Regions from separate parts of the Mus musculus genome. Here regions 1 and 3 are each linked to region 2. A link is a contact called in public Hi-C data. All regions are on one chromosome and are shown on one strand. Each heading gives the region's core, a stretch centred on a gene start, on an enhancer-like site or on the middle of the called end of the contact. The rest is flanking DNA. Distances are from core to core; before and after follow the strand shown. Region 1 has its middle 260 kb from the start of Gria2. Region 2 holds the start of Gask1b (golgi associated kinase 1B). Region 3 has its middle 190 kb from the start of Gria2.

Region 1 (4,640 bases), core at 2,006-4,505, 660 kb after region 2:
CCCTGACTTATAGACTCTGAACCAAACAGGGGCTCTCTTCTCAATAGCATTTTAATTCTAAATTTACATTAATTCTAGATTTAAAGTTGTCAAAATTCTGACAGAGAAAAGCTATAATGTGGGGTTTTATGACATATTTAATCTTTTATAGAAACTTGATTTATGAAAAGAACATAGATCTGACATTCAGACAGTGACCCTAATAAGTACATGACTTAAGATACTTCTTCAGAATCAAATAACCCCATTAAAAATGGGGCTCAGAACTGAAAAAAGAATTCTCACCTGAGGAATACCGAATGGCAGAGAAGCACCTGAAAAAATGTTCAACATCCTTAATCATCAGGGAAATGCAAATCAAAACAACCCTGAGATTCCACCTCACACCAGTCAGAATGTCTAAGATCAAAAATTCAGGTGACAGCAGAGGCTGGCGAGGATGTGGAGAAAGAGGAACACTCCTCCATTGTTGGTGGGATTGCAGGCTTGTACAACCACTCTGGAAATCAGTCTGGCGGTTCCTCAGAAAATTGGACATAGTACTACCGGAGGATCCAGCAATACCTCTCCTGGGCATATATCCAGAAGATGCCCCAACTGGTAAGAAGGACACATGCTCCACTATGTTCATAGCAGCCTTATTTATAATAGCCAGAAGCTGGAAAGAACCCAGATGCCCCTCAACAGAGGAATGGATACAGAAAATGTGGTACATCTACACAATGGAGTACTACTCAGCTATTAAAAAGAATGAATTTATGAAATTCCTAGCCAAATGGATGGACCTGGAGGGCATCATCCTGAGTGAGGTAACACATTCACAAAGGAACTCACACAATATGTACTCACTGATAAGTGGATATTAGCCCCAAACCTAGGATACCCAAGATATAAGATACAATTTCCTAAACACATGAAACTCAAGAAAAATGAAGACTGAAGTGTGGATACTATGCCCCTCCTTAGAAGTGGGAACAAAACACCCTTGGAAGGAGTTACAGAGACAAAGTTTGGAGCTGAGATGAAAGGATGGACCATGTAGAGACTGCCTTATCCAGGGATCCACCCCATAATCAGCATCCAAACGCTGACACCATTGCATACACTAGCAAGATTTTATCGAAAGGACCCAGATGTAGCTGTCTCTTGTGAGACTATGCCGGGGCCTAGCAAACACAGAAGTGGATGCTCACAGTCAGCTAATGGATGGATCACAGGGCTCCCAATGGAGGAGCTAGATAAAGTACCCAAGGAGCTAAAGGGATCTGCAACCCTATAGGTGGATCAACATTATGAACTAACCAATACCCCGGAGCTCTTGACTCTAGCTGCATATGTATCAAAAGATGGCCTAGTCGGCCATCACTGGAAAGAGAGGCCCATTGGACACACAAACTTTATATGCCCCAGAACAGGGGAACGCCAGGGCCAAAAAGGGGGAGTGGGCGGGTAGGGGAGTGGGGGTGGGTGGGTATGGGGGACTTTTGGTATAGCATTGGAAATGTAAATGAGCTAAATACCTAATAAAAAATGGAAAGAAAAAAAAAGATACTTCTTCAGTGGAAATATGTAGTGTGTTCATACTTGCATTTGAGTTCTAAAAGCAGTATGAATACACACACACACACACACACACACACACACAGAGAGAGAGAGAGAGAGAGAGAGAGAGAGAGAGAGAGAGAGAGAGAGAGAGATGGCTCAGTGGCTAAAGTGGTTACTGCTCAAACATAAAAACCTAAGTTCAGATCCTCAGAATTCATGTGAAAACCTTGGCAAGGACACACTTCTGTGACCCTATCCCTGTAGGCATGGAAGCAGATGGATCCCAGACATCTGGCATTCACAAGCTAACAATGGTGTTAGGACTTACTGAGAGGGAAGACAGGGATAATATTTCACTCATTGTTTTGGAAATGATTGTACAATCTCCATAAAAACCTAATATAAATGCAGTATTATTACAGCAGTACGTCTATGGTTTCTGGTTCATCTATAACACTGTATCTGAAAAATGGCTTACATGCAAGCTCTTTTATTGTAGCACAATCATTTCTAATATCAAAAACTTCATGCTACTTAAGCAGTGTACTACATTTCCCTTCAATGGCACAATCAGTCACAATAAAGGAATAGAAATCTCTTTGTCTCAATAAAAAAAGATGTGAGGATCAGGCTCTCTCTCTCTCTCTCTCTCTCTCTCTCTCTCTCTCTCTGTACATGTCTAAACAGTAACAAAAAGCAGGATATGTGATGTTAGTTTCATACAAAGGAATCACAATCATACATCTAAGCATTCAAATGTATATTCATACTCATTTTTACATATGGATCCTACAAATATAGAGAAGACTCATGACATGGGGGAAGAGCATAGGAGATAACAACAATAATAACAGTTAACATACTGGGTGAGTGGTTTGAGGTTCAGGTACCTAGGTTTGTATTGCTACCACAGAATCCAGTAGACTGCAAATGCTTATTCATTTTATTGCTAACAGTTTTAGAGGGTGGGGTGATTAATACAGAAGTTGTTCTGCTTGGTGAACAAATGTTCCCAATTTTGCAGCCAATCTTCTTAGAACTTCACTCAGCCCAAATGGGAAAGGAGTAACCTAGTCCTCATAAAAAGCTGTCAATCTTCAATGACCTCCCTAAAGTCCTACTTCCAAAAACTGCAGTGAGCTTTGGGGTGTCAGCAGGCGAATGTAGCAGAAATCCAACATTTATTTCTCACAGCAGAAATTAATTCTTCACTGCAAACCTACATGTTTCGTGTTTGTCATCTGTGAATTATTTTGCTGATTCAAAATGCTAAAATTAAAAATCCCCAATAATGGCAGAGATAGGCAGAAATCTCACTGAGTATCAAAACCTAAAGAAGATGGTATTGTATTAACCCCTCAAAAAAGGAAAGGATGGATTTATAAGTGGGATATTTAAGCCTCTGCATAATGTCCTACTTTGCATAGGATTTTAGCCACAAGTCATAATCGTAGACTTGGCTTTTATATAGGCTATTTCTCCATCAGCCCTTCATTTTCTTCTCTGGACCCTTCTTGGAATTTGATATTTTTATTAATAATTTAAATGAACCCAACCCTTCCATTTAATTTATGCCATAAATTATGAGTCAACTATCTGCAATGTTTGAAAGATGCAAAAAATGCAAATGATGAGTGAGCTATAATATGAAGCCTTTCATCAGAAAGCTGCATTTTGAAGGGAGCAGCCTGTTATGTTCTCATGGGGTAGAGCCCCAGATGGCCCAGCCTTCTGGAGAAGAGGGGTTGAGGAAGAGTAGGAGGTGACAGAATGGCATTATGAGAGACAGAGGAAGGAGAATATGAATAATTAGAACCCTGTTATTCCTTCTGCACTAGAGAGTAAGACTTATTTGTCTAAATACAGAGAAAAATAGGGACAGGACTATGTGTTCATATACTTTTCATCTTAGATATAATTGGGGTATTTCCTTCAGTCTAAAAATGAAAGCTATTGCATCAACTATGTCATATGAATTTTAGCATCCCACAATGGGAAAAATGTTTTATTAAAGTAAAAGCATCTTAGAAGGTACCATTAAGTTAGGAGACAATAGAGATGCTGTCTAGACAGCCTGCAAGGGCTAGTGAGATCATGAACCTTAGAATGTAATGCATTACTGCCACTTTGCTAGGTCAGCATAATTCCTCACTACATTTTATGTCTTATTCCTGGACCCACAGATAAATGTAGCTACTACCTTCAATGAAGAAGCCTCTTTTCAATGGTAATTGAGAGCATTACCGATACCTGCCACTGATCACAATGCAGAGATCAACAAATTGTGCAGAAACTAGCTTCAGTGGGTACATCTACATTATAGTACTTGTATCTATAGTTCAGGATATATCACATATCACAGACTAGAGAACAAATAGAATGTAAAAGCCATAATACTAGAATGTCTGATGTGAAACAGTCTATTCTCGAAATGATTGCCTTAAACAAGACTGAAAAACAATGCCAGTATCAATAGACATGTTAAAGAAAAGGGGATACTGGTTAGTTCATAATGTTGTTCCACCTATAGGGTTGCAGATCCCTTTAGCTCCTTGGGTTCTTTCTCTAGCTCCTCCATTGGGAGCCCTGTGATCCATCCATTAGCTGACTGTGAGCATCCACTTCTGTGTTTGCTAGGCCCCGGCATAGTCTCACCAGAGACAGCTACATCTGGGTCCTTTCGATAAAATCTTGCTAGTGTATGCAATGGTGTCAGCGTTTAGATACTGATTATGGGGTGGATCCCTGGATATGGCAGTCTCTACATGGTCCATCCTTTCATCTCAGCTCCAAACTTTGTCTCTGTAACTCCTTCCATGGGTGTTTTGTTCCCAATTCTAAGGAGGGGCATAGTGTCCACACTTCAGTCTTCATTCTTCTTGAGTTTCATGTGTTTAGCAAATTGTATCTTATATCTTGGGAATCCTAGGTTTGGGGCTAATATCCACTTATCAGTGAGTACATATTGTGTGAGTTCCTTTGTGAATGTGTTACCTCACTCAGGATGATGCCCTCCAGGTCCATCCATTTGGCTAGGAATTTCATAAATTCATTCTAGCTGCATATGTATCAAAAGATGGCCTAGTCGGCCATCA
Region 2 (5,005 bases), core at 834-3,333:
AGTTTGAGGCCAGTCTGGTCTACAAAGAGTTCCAGGACAGCCAGAGCTACACAGAGAAATCCTGTCTCGAAAAAACCAAGCCAAACCAACCAACCAAACAAACAAAAAAGCAGTTCTGCCATTGTCCCATCTCAGAAACTTCTGAGATACTTTCTAGAAAACAAATTCATGTTCATAGAGTTTGCTTTAAGAGTTTTGGAGCATAAAGAAAATGACTTCAGTGCCCGAATTCTCATTAAGTTTAGTCAAAGCCAGTCAGAACTTTAAGGTTCCTGTCCATCTCTGATTTGTCTCTTTTCATGATGTATCATAACTTTTAAAGAGGAAGAATAGTTTGAGAATGGGAAAATCTTTGCTTTTTTTTTTGGCATTGTAACACGATATTTTAAGGATTATACAGCATCATATTCTATTATTTTCATTTCCCACCACATCACAGCCTTTTCTCTAAAAAGGGGGTAATCGTCCCTATCCCATTGGTGGCTTCTTGTTTGATTCTGTTTGCTGTGGAAGCAGAGACAAGTAAGCCCAGTGAGACCCCAAGGTCATCTGATCCTGCCTTTGTGCCAGGACATGCAAATGACCCAGGCCAATCACTAACCTGTTTTCAGAAGACCTCCAATCAGAAGGGGTCCAGGCTGCCTTCTGAGGGCTGTTGCTGTGTTCATTTGCATGCTGCAAGAACCTTCTCATCTCCCTACACCCCACTCTTATCTCACGCTTCCGTTTCTCTACTCATTTCCAGTGACCCCCTTCTTAGCTTTGTCTACCTTTCCTGGCCGTTTTACCCCCATCGAGAACTGGTGGGAGACAAGAGTTAGTCTGCAAACAGCCCAGATGTAAGGTAAGTTGCAGGCCCTGGACTCTGGCGTCCAGTTTCCCCTTCCCAACTCCGTGGGGTCAGGCAGGGGTCAGTGGGCACTCCTCATTTTTCTAAGGTATTTATTTGGCAACAGGGTCTCCGCCAACTCCAGCAAAACACTTCAGATCACTTCAGCTTCCCAAGGCTGCCATTTCTGTGTCGCTTAGCAAATGAGACACTAGGGGGCTCCCAGGGGCTGAAAGGAGCAGAAAGTTGTTTGAATGAAAACTGGGTCTGAGCTGTGTTTGGAGAAATTCAAAATTAAATTTTATTTTTTATTTTTTTAGTCATCTTTAAAAAGAACCTCACGTGTCTGAAAACGGCGCAGCAGCCAGTTTACAAATCATTTTGCTCCGCTGTTAGAAGGCGGCAGCTTTTAAGGCTGAGCCGAGATGTTTGAAAGGTGGAACACCCTTGGCCATGAAATATGTTCTCCTTACGTGCCTCAGCCTTTCAAAGTTCTGTGCATTAGAGTCAGGAATTCCATTCTTCCTGGAGCTAAGCGTGGGGCCAGCTGTGTAAGTAAAGTTTTGTTTTTCTTCTTAAACAACTTTTTCCCTCTATTTAAAAATGTGAAGAAAAAGGCAAAAAAAACAACAACAAAAAAAAAAACAACAAAAAAAAACCCACCAAAAAACCTAGATATTCTTTTCTTTCATTTTTGCTCTCTTTAGTGGAAAGAAAAGGAATAAAAAGTTGTGTGTGTGTGTGTGTGTGTGTGTGTGTGTGTGTGTGAGAGAGAGAGAGAGAGAGAGAGAGAGAGAGAGAGAGAGAGAGAGAACTCACCCTTTTCAAGCTATATAAACATCAAGGGGTAGTTAAATAACAATTTTAGATATGGAATATATTGTGAAAACAATGTGGAACATTAGTTAAGAGAATATGTTTAAATATGAACTCACTACTTGATATTTTTGTAATATATATCTTACAAAAGTTAGGGTGTCTATAAAAATCTTAAAAAGTATTTATTTCTTTTCTTATTTCTGAATCACAAAAAGGGGGTCTGCAGGGGATCCTGGTTGATGACTTTTAAGAGTTTTGCTTCTCAGATGTAGTGGCTTTAACTGTGAGCTAGCAAACGCTCTTTGCAGCTTGTCTTCATTACTTTAAAGTAAAATCAGACTCACACACCTATCTTGCTTCCGCATTTTAAACTTTACACCAAACTTGGTAGAATTTGTGGAAGGAAAGGGTTACTCGCCTCTTTCCTCTTGTAGAGGAACTGAAATGGGTTGAGTTAGTGATTCAGTCAACTCTTGTTTCCATTCATTCCCAGAGTCAGCCCTCCTTTCTCCTGGGAAAGGCTGATAGGAGTTTAAAAGGCTTGCGGTGGCCAGTTCACAAAGCGTTCCCAGAACCCGCAGCAGCGACCCTTCTCTTTTACCTCTCTGCCTGTTGGAGACCACTTAGATAGCGAAGCGGACTGGACGGCTGGATTCAGGAAGCCATGAATCATGTCACCCGGAGCCAGCTGCAGACTTTAAACTCAGTTCAGCATGTGGAAGCGGCAGAGAAATGACCTGTCCAGACAAGCCGGGGCAGCTCGTAAACTGGTTTGTCTGCTCTCTGTGCGCCCCACGAGTGTGTAAACTTTGGAGTAGTCGGCGTCCCAGGACCAGACGGAACCTCCTGCTGGGCACTGCCTGTGCCATCTACCTGGGCTTTCTGGTGAGCCAGGTGGGCAGAGGTTCCTTTCAGCATGGGCAGGCGACTGACAGGGGACCACCCAACGGTCACGACATCTTCAAGGTACCCTTCTCTGAGATTCCCCTGGATGGTACCCTGGCCCCTCCAGAGTTGCAGGGCAATGGAAGCACTTTGCAGCCCAACGTGGTGTACATTACTCTACGCTCCAAGCGCAGCAAGCCTGCGAATATCCGTGGCACGGTGAAACCCAAGCGCAGGAAGAAGTATGCGGTGGCATCTGCAGCCCCTGATCAGGAGGTGCTGGTTAGACCATCCCTTATACAGCAGGAAGCTGCACGGGCAGCAGATGCTGAAGTACCTGGCTATGTTCAGGGTTACCTAACCAAGGTTGGTGAACGACCCTGGAGGGTGCTGCGTGGTCCTGGAGTCAGAACTAGAGGTTCAAACTTGCAGCAGCCTAGGGCCCGAGAGAGCAACATTAGGATTTATAGCGAGAGCGCCCCCTCATGGCTGAGCAAAGAAGACATCCGCAGAATGCGCCTCCTGGCTGATAGTGAGGTGGCTAGCATCCTACCTATCTCTAAGAGTGGTACCCGCTTGCTGGTGTTGGAAGGGAGCACCTCAGGCTCTGTGCCTGGCTGCGGGCCTAGCCCCTGTGGGCTTCTCAAGCAGCCGCTGGACATGAGTGAAGTGTTCGCCTTCCACCTGGACAGGATCCTGGGTCTCAACAGGACCCTGCCATCTGTGAGCAGGAAATTAGAGTTCATCCAAGGTAACAGATTCACTTGCTTCTTATTTGCAGCTGCTGGGGATTTGGGATCGTTTTCTCCTTTCCCCCACTCTCTCTGAATTATTTTCCCCACCCATGTTTCCCATTTGGACAGCAGCAGCAGCAGTAGCGTCATTTTTCCATACGCGTGGCATTCTTCTATTTCCCAGTCTGGGGATATTAGAGTTCTAATGCACAGCTGTGCTGGGCATGTGAGGGAAAGCCCACACTGCAATCTTTGCTCTCCGTTTCTCTCTGTGCACTTTTTCGTGGCATGTTAAATCTAATTAAAACTAGTGACAGTTTGCACGATGACAGGAAGCCAGGGTACAGAGCTTGCTGACAGCCTTGCATAGAACCTTACAGGTTTCTATGGAAACTTCCTTCCTAGGATGGTTTAAAGAGTAAGGGGTTGGGGGGTGGGGCATAGAAATGATGTCTCAGTGGTTAAGAGCACTCAGTGCTTTTGCAAATCACACACACACACACACACAGACACAGACACACACACACATACACACACAGGGTGTTTCACAACCGCCTGTAATTCATGGGTATCCAACACTGTCTTCTGACCTCTGTTGGCATCAGGCATGAGTGTGGTACACATCCACATATGAAGACAAACACTTCTATGCATAAAATAAAGATTAAATATTCTAAAAATTAAGAGGAAAGTGGTTATCTTTCCTCAGCAAATAGTCTTTGTCAGAGGCTCAGACAGAACTGACCACATGAGAGCTAACTCTTTTACCTCGACTGTCACCAATGGACTCAGCCTCTTTAATAAATAAAGAGCATAAAAATCATAGGTGCATTTAGAGTGTAGACTAACTAGCCATGTGACTTCTTCAAGCTTCACTATTTACAGAGCCCCATGTGTCCTCCTGTAACACAAAGGTTGTGTCTAGGGCATGTGGCCACTAACTGAAGTACAGCTTTGCAGTGCTGGTCTATGGAAATGATCTTGCCACACAGAGGATACTCTCTGAATGAGAATGCCATGTCGGGGTTGGAATCTGAAGTACACTCAGTCAGTGACTTGTGTTGCAATGTAGAACCACCCAGGCTGAAATGTTAGAGCATCTCTCTTCAGCTGTGCAATGGCAATACTGTCCACCTCATGAAGTTGCTGGTAGCTTACACATAGACAGCAGTTCTTGGCACCAACCAAACCTTCAATAAGCGCTGGCTATTGCTGTTATTCCACTGAGTGAGCCAAGTACCAAGTTCCCTGAGTTGCTTTGGGCCATCAACCCTCAAAGGTCATTTTCTCTTATGAACAAACTAGCAATAGAACTCTTCTAGTTTGACTGTGCCTATTTTGTGCCAGAATTCCTCTTGGACATTTGATTCTGTTCCCTGGGTTTCTAGAATATCAAAACCCCTAAAATTCAGTTTGAAGAAGTCTCTGGCATGGTCCTCGCTCCAGCCATATCCAAGTGGCGGTTGAAATAAATGAATAGAGTCACAGCCGCGGCTCAGTGTGATGAGTTCAAGAGTAGGATTTTGTATCAGATGGCTTCAGTGGTTGTTCTTGCTTCAATATCTCTTCCCTTCAGTGTTTTAGAGTCATGAAGTCAGGTCAGCTTCCTCAGGAGCATATGTATGGACTCACGTGTGCATCATTTCATACAGGTGTTTTGTTACAGTGAGGTAGGTGACAAGAACAGGCCAGTTCCAGCATGCAACGAACATTCTCAGGTTTCCCCTTCCTATGTTGC
Region 3 (4,741 bases), core at 1,472-3,971, 720 kb after region 2:
TTTTTCAAAAGGAACTCTAAGTAGTAATCAGAAAGATCATAAAAGAGCAGATGGTATGAAATTTGAAGTAGCAGAGCTAAGGAAATAAATGAGAAATAAAATCATAGAATTAAACAATATTAAAACTACACAAAGTTAGAAGATATACTACTGAAAATATTAAAACATAAAATACAAATAAAATGGAAATAAATAGGGAAAATGACTTAAAAGAAGATAATGCAGAAAAGATAAAAGTCAATCAATGTATAAAAAGTCAAGTTCTTGGAACATTAAGTCTAAATAACTAAAAGAAATATTCAGAATTATGTAAGCCACATTTTTCAGATGTATTCTGCAAGGATATGAGAGTATCATTAATAGTGTCAGGGGTTGACTCTACATGGGATGGGTCTCAAATAGAGGCCATCATTGGTTGGTTATCCCCTCAACCTCTGCTCCATGGTTGTTGCTGCATATCTTGTATGCAGGACAAATTTGGCGTTGATGGTTTTGTGGGAGGGTTGATGTCCCTTGCCCTCTACTGAAAGTCCTGCCTGCCTACAGGAGATGGCCACTTGAGACTCCATATCTTCTATTGGTAGGATTCTCAGCTAGGCTCACCCCCATAGACTATTTTTACCTACAGAGCCATCCCAGTGCTTCCTTAGAAAGTCCTATATTTCTCAGCCCATCTGATTTTTCTGAATGTACAACCCACCTATTTCCCACCTTGGGCATCTGATCCTAGTGAGCTTCAAAAGATCCTGCACATGTGAGTTGAAGAAAAAGTGGCTATGTGGTCTTTCATTATTATGATGTATTACCAACTTGGGTGGGATGGCATTCCTTCTGGGGGGGGGGAGAGTTATGCTATTTCTATTACTTTTCCTTAAAATTAACAAAATGTCCTTGTTCCAATTTAAAGCAAACTTCTTACCTATTCATTTCCTGGACTGTTCTACCATCCTGTATAAAATAGCTTCAGATCCTTCACACATGTTTTTCACAGCAAATAAAATTATCAGGATTAAATTATCTCACCTGAACTGTAAAACATGATCTACCTTTGTAAATCCAATAGCTCTATTCAATGAATAAAATAAGTTTCTGTAATTTAGACTATTGGAAATTCATAATATGATATCTATTCCAACCTGTATTGGAAATGAGTCTGAAGTGGGAAAATGGTTCTTTCTGATCATTACCTCAAAAGTACTAGAGTGTCAAGATGTCTGCACTCAGAATCAGAAACTTTTTCAATGAAGAACAATACAAAACAACCCTCCCTCCAGAACTAAATACAACCACATAGGGAGCAGCATAGAAATGATAGATTTATTTATTAGTTTGCTATTTGCTATTTGGTTATTTTAGACTTAGTGTGCCCACCAATAGCAATATTTTACATGCCTAAGGATGCTAATATAAAAATATGACAAATATATACATATTTAATCAATTACCACAGTGAAGCAAGTGTTAAAATGGCTCAAACATTGAACTTTAAAAATATAAAATGTTTAAATAAAATTCAAGCTGGTATGCATCCAAGTAGAGAATTGTAAAAGTAAGTAACCAAGTTTTGGGAAATGTAATGGTAGCTTGTGGGCATTACATTTTCCTCTTCTTATGGTCCTTAAGCAAAATGACCTTGTGTAGAGGATAGGAGATGATTTTTAATGATAATGATGAGCTCATGCAATGATAATTAATGGCACTTGCATATGCCAAGAAATAACTTGCTCTTTCAACACCAATTCTTGAAATGATACAAGAAAGTACTTTTAACATGAGTTTCTCATTAAGATTCAATATCTTAATAAACCTGAATAAAGTAAAGAACTTTTATGGCCTTTGGAACATAGCATGAAGAATTTATACCCACAAAAAAGCAAAGGTTTTTAAGAATAAGGGGAGCTTTTTTCGTTTGTGAATACTGAAAAGTGTCTTGTAAATATCCTAATTCCTTTCTTAATATGCAAATCTCTCCCATAAAAAAAGGTTGCTGTCTCTGTAGGCTGGCTGCAATGAGCTTTTCTTTGGTAGCAGCATCTGCATGCAAGTGCACACTAACACTCTTTCACCTTTTTCAATGTCCTCTGGTGCTAATTGGAGATGTTTGTGATGAGCTTTGAATGTGCAGGAAATGCCTAGCAGGAGTCCAGACATTTGCGAATGGAATTTCTGGCTAGCCTGCTATTCACTATCTCTAGTGAGATTTGAGCTGGATTCTTATTAAATCTAAGTCTTCTCTGCAATGTTTAAATCATTATTCATTTTTAGAATTCAACATATATTATTGTAATCTACAGATGTGATTTTAATGTATTCTTTTTGCATGACTCAATCTTAAAATATGGAAATAGAAACCAGTGAAATGTTTATTTCAGGCTTCAAGGTCATGACATTTATTTATGTCATAATTTTCATTACTACTATTAATATTTTGTATTTTCAATGATGTACTCTCCACTGTAAAAATGAGTATTTCTGTTGTTATTATTGAAAATATAAAATGCCTGAACTGAAAGGATTATATTTTTAGAGCTAATTAGTTTTATTTTCAAACTGTCACGCAATGTACCCTTTCATAATAAGCCCCATGGATTCCTAGTAGAAGAAAGAGCTCCTACATCATTTAAAACTGAAAAGAATGTGCTTCTCTGTAGGCGACAGAATAAGAACAAGGGTTTGACTATTATCAAGGGCACAAGTAAGGAAAGGCACTGAGGCAAGCCAGAGAGGACAGGGAAGGTACAAAGTGAACACAGGAAAACCGAGTGGGTGGTCTGACATTAGCTCTCTCTTCCGTTCCTTCCCATGAGCAATTGTTGCTGAACTATGAAGTATTTTGACTAACAAGAGACATTTGTTAACTTCATGCAATAAAGCAGCCCATTAACAAAATGTCAGGGAATCAGTTACCAAGCTGACAACTCATTAGGTCAATAAATTCTGTTTAAGACTTTTGTTAACCATAACCAAGACCTGGAAGCTGACATGGTTGGGAATGAGAAAAGAGAAAATTTAAACAGGATTGCCGTAATCTAAACTCTGTAGGGCAACATTTACAACAAAAGTACACATTTCTTCATCATCACATTCACCATGCAGTCTTTCTCAAGAAGTTATAAAACACACAGTTTCGTAGTGATAATTCTAGACATGATGGTCTACCTTGGGTCACTAAAACATTCTTGTGAATCTAAACCTTTATTGGACAGCAAAGTGGGGTTATGTTGTTTTGTTATTTAAAGCAATCTGCAGACAGTATTTACGGCTATCGACATGAGGTTTAAACATCCCCCATCCTATCCTACAGAATACTCCCCCACTTCCTATATCTCCATATAATGTTTTGGTCTTGTTTCTTAGATTTGCCTCAAACTATTGCCTCTTGTTAACTGATAGTACTGTGTTCAAAGTTCAAGACTTTGTTACCACTTGGTTACGTGAGAGAAAAGCCTCTGCCTTGAGCTTCCTATCTGGGTCAGTTCTGTAATAACACACCATCACTACAGACTGATCATTCTTTCTTTTGTTCAAAGATAACCAATAATTCCCTTCATTACTAGCTTAGTTACTCTTTCCATTTTTAGAATAAAATGCCTGATAAAAAGTAATTAAAAGTATTTCTTTTGCTCATAGTTGCTTGGACCAACAGTCCTTCATGGGTCAGAAGATGTTGTGGAAGTCCTGGGGTCAAGACCAGCTCCTGTCTAAGGAGTGGCAGACACTAGGTAGATCTGGAAACAGAGAAGGCAGTGCTGGCAATCAAATGATTTCTCTTTCTCTCTTTTATTTGATCAGGTCATCAGGTCTCTGTCTCATGAATGGTACTGCTCGCACACAACATACTTTCATTCCTTCAATTACCCTGGAATGTGTGTCTAACAATTCATGAGTCCAAAGGAGTTTACTTTCACAGTAACCACCATGATTGTGTTTTTGTTCTAGAGGAAATCTTCAGAGAGGGCTGAATCACATTTTCAGCATCTCCTCCTCTTATCCGTAGAAAGGAGAAGTAGAGATGCAAAGGAGAAAAGTTATCATTGAAGACCTCCAGTTCTTGGACAGTTTCTTGATGCCTGAGAATTTGAATAAGGACCTTAGGAGATCCAGGCCTAATTCATTATTTGATGGGTGCTAGATTCTCATGGCTAGACAAGATAGCATGCCTATGTGCCTTTAGTTGTGTCTACAATTTTGCAAGAGCTTCAATATATGAAGCTGCAATTATAGAAAATGATCACACTACCACAGCGTTTTGAACATCATATGTTGTATGATACATGTATATATTTACTTAGGAAATACGAAGTACCTGCAGTCATTTTTTATCAATTAAAAGAAAAATGAAAAGTGTCATTAAGGTTTTGTGAATTTTGCATATAACATCACATATTTTCATAAATACATTTGGTAGAGCTTGTGAAGAGTATTTGACAATAATAGAATGCATCAGAAGATCTTATTCCCACTGAGAGGGAAAATATGCTGCTGTCTACCTTTACCTGAAAATGAATGCCTCTCCTGCTCTCCAATTCTTGCTGTCTTGCTATTTCTCTGAAATATTCAAGCCAATCAACCCCTCTTTTGTGGGCAGCAGAAAAAGAAGATGAAAGGTATTTTCTTACATATGCTTAGTCAAAGAAAGAATTCTGTGTGGCAGAAATAGTCATTAAGGCAGTAGGTCCCTGCCAGCTGAGCAAGCATAAGAATGAGAACAGGGAATAAGTGTCATTTTTTGTCTGGTACA

Evidence for each region. Hi-C and Micro-C count contacts between places; a contact is called where the count stands out from the background.
Region 1: a Hi-C map of cortical neurons shows a contact between it and region 2, with 2.2 times the contacts expected there. The contact joins the enhancer-like site here to the promoter of Gask1b in region 2. A contact is called at or near these places in 1 of 39 promoter capture datasets (liver) and 2 of 484 Hi-C or Micro-C datasets (cerebral cortex and cortical neurons).
Region 3: a Hi-C map of cortical neurons shows a contact between it and region 2, with 3 times the contacts expected there. The contact joins the enhancer-like site here to the promoter of Gask1b in region 2. A contact is called at or near these places in 4 of 39 promoter capture datasets (embryonic stem cells, hippocampal neurons and liver), 1 of 484 Hi-C or Micro-C datasets (cortical neurons) and 1 of 9 other capture datasets (embryonic stem cells).

What each region holds. Positions count from the first base shown.
Region 1 is chr3:80,538,311-80,542,950 of GRCm38.p6, forward strand. No RefSeq gene overlaps it. Among named protein-coding and RNA genes, the nearest start is that of Gria2, 260 kb to the right of the region's middle. Within about 2 kb of position 3,256, at least 17 of the 459 cell types and tissues checked have an H3K27ac peak or open chromatin away from gene starts, as enhancers often do. A contact at or near this core is called in cortical neurons, where this site is marked.
Region 2 is chr3:79,883,847-79,888,851 of GRCm38.p6, forward strand. It overlaps Gask1b (golgi associated kinase 1B), which reads left to right and starts at 2,084. Exons shown (of 4, transcript NM_133187.3): 1 at 2,084-3,284. The coding sequence starts at 2,381. It overlaps Gm36569 (a long non-coding RNA gene), which reads right to left and starts at 2,960. Exons shown (of 3, transcript XR_375740.1): 1 at 2,250-2,960.
Region 3 is chr3:80,605,935-80,610,675 of GRCm38.p6, forward strand. No RefSeq gene overlaps it. Among named protein-coding and RNA genes, the nearest start is that of Gria2, 190 kb to the right of the region's middle. Within about 2 kb of position 2,722, at least 18 of the 459 cell types and tissues checked have an H3K27ac peak or open chromatin away from gene starts, as enhancers often do. A contact at or near this core is called in cortical neurons, where this site is marked.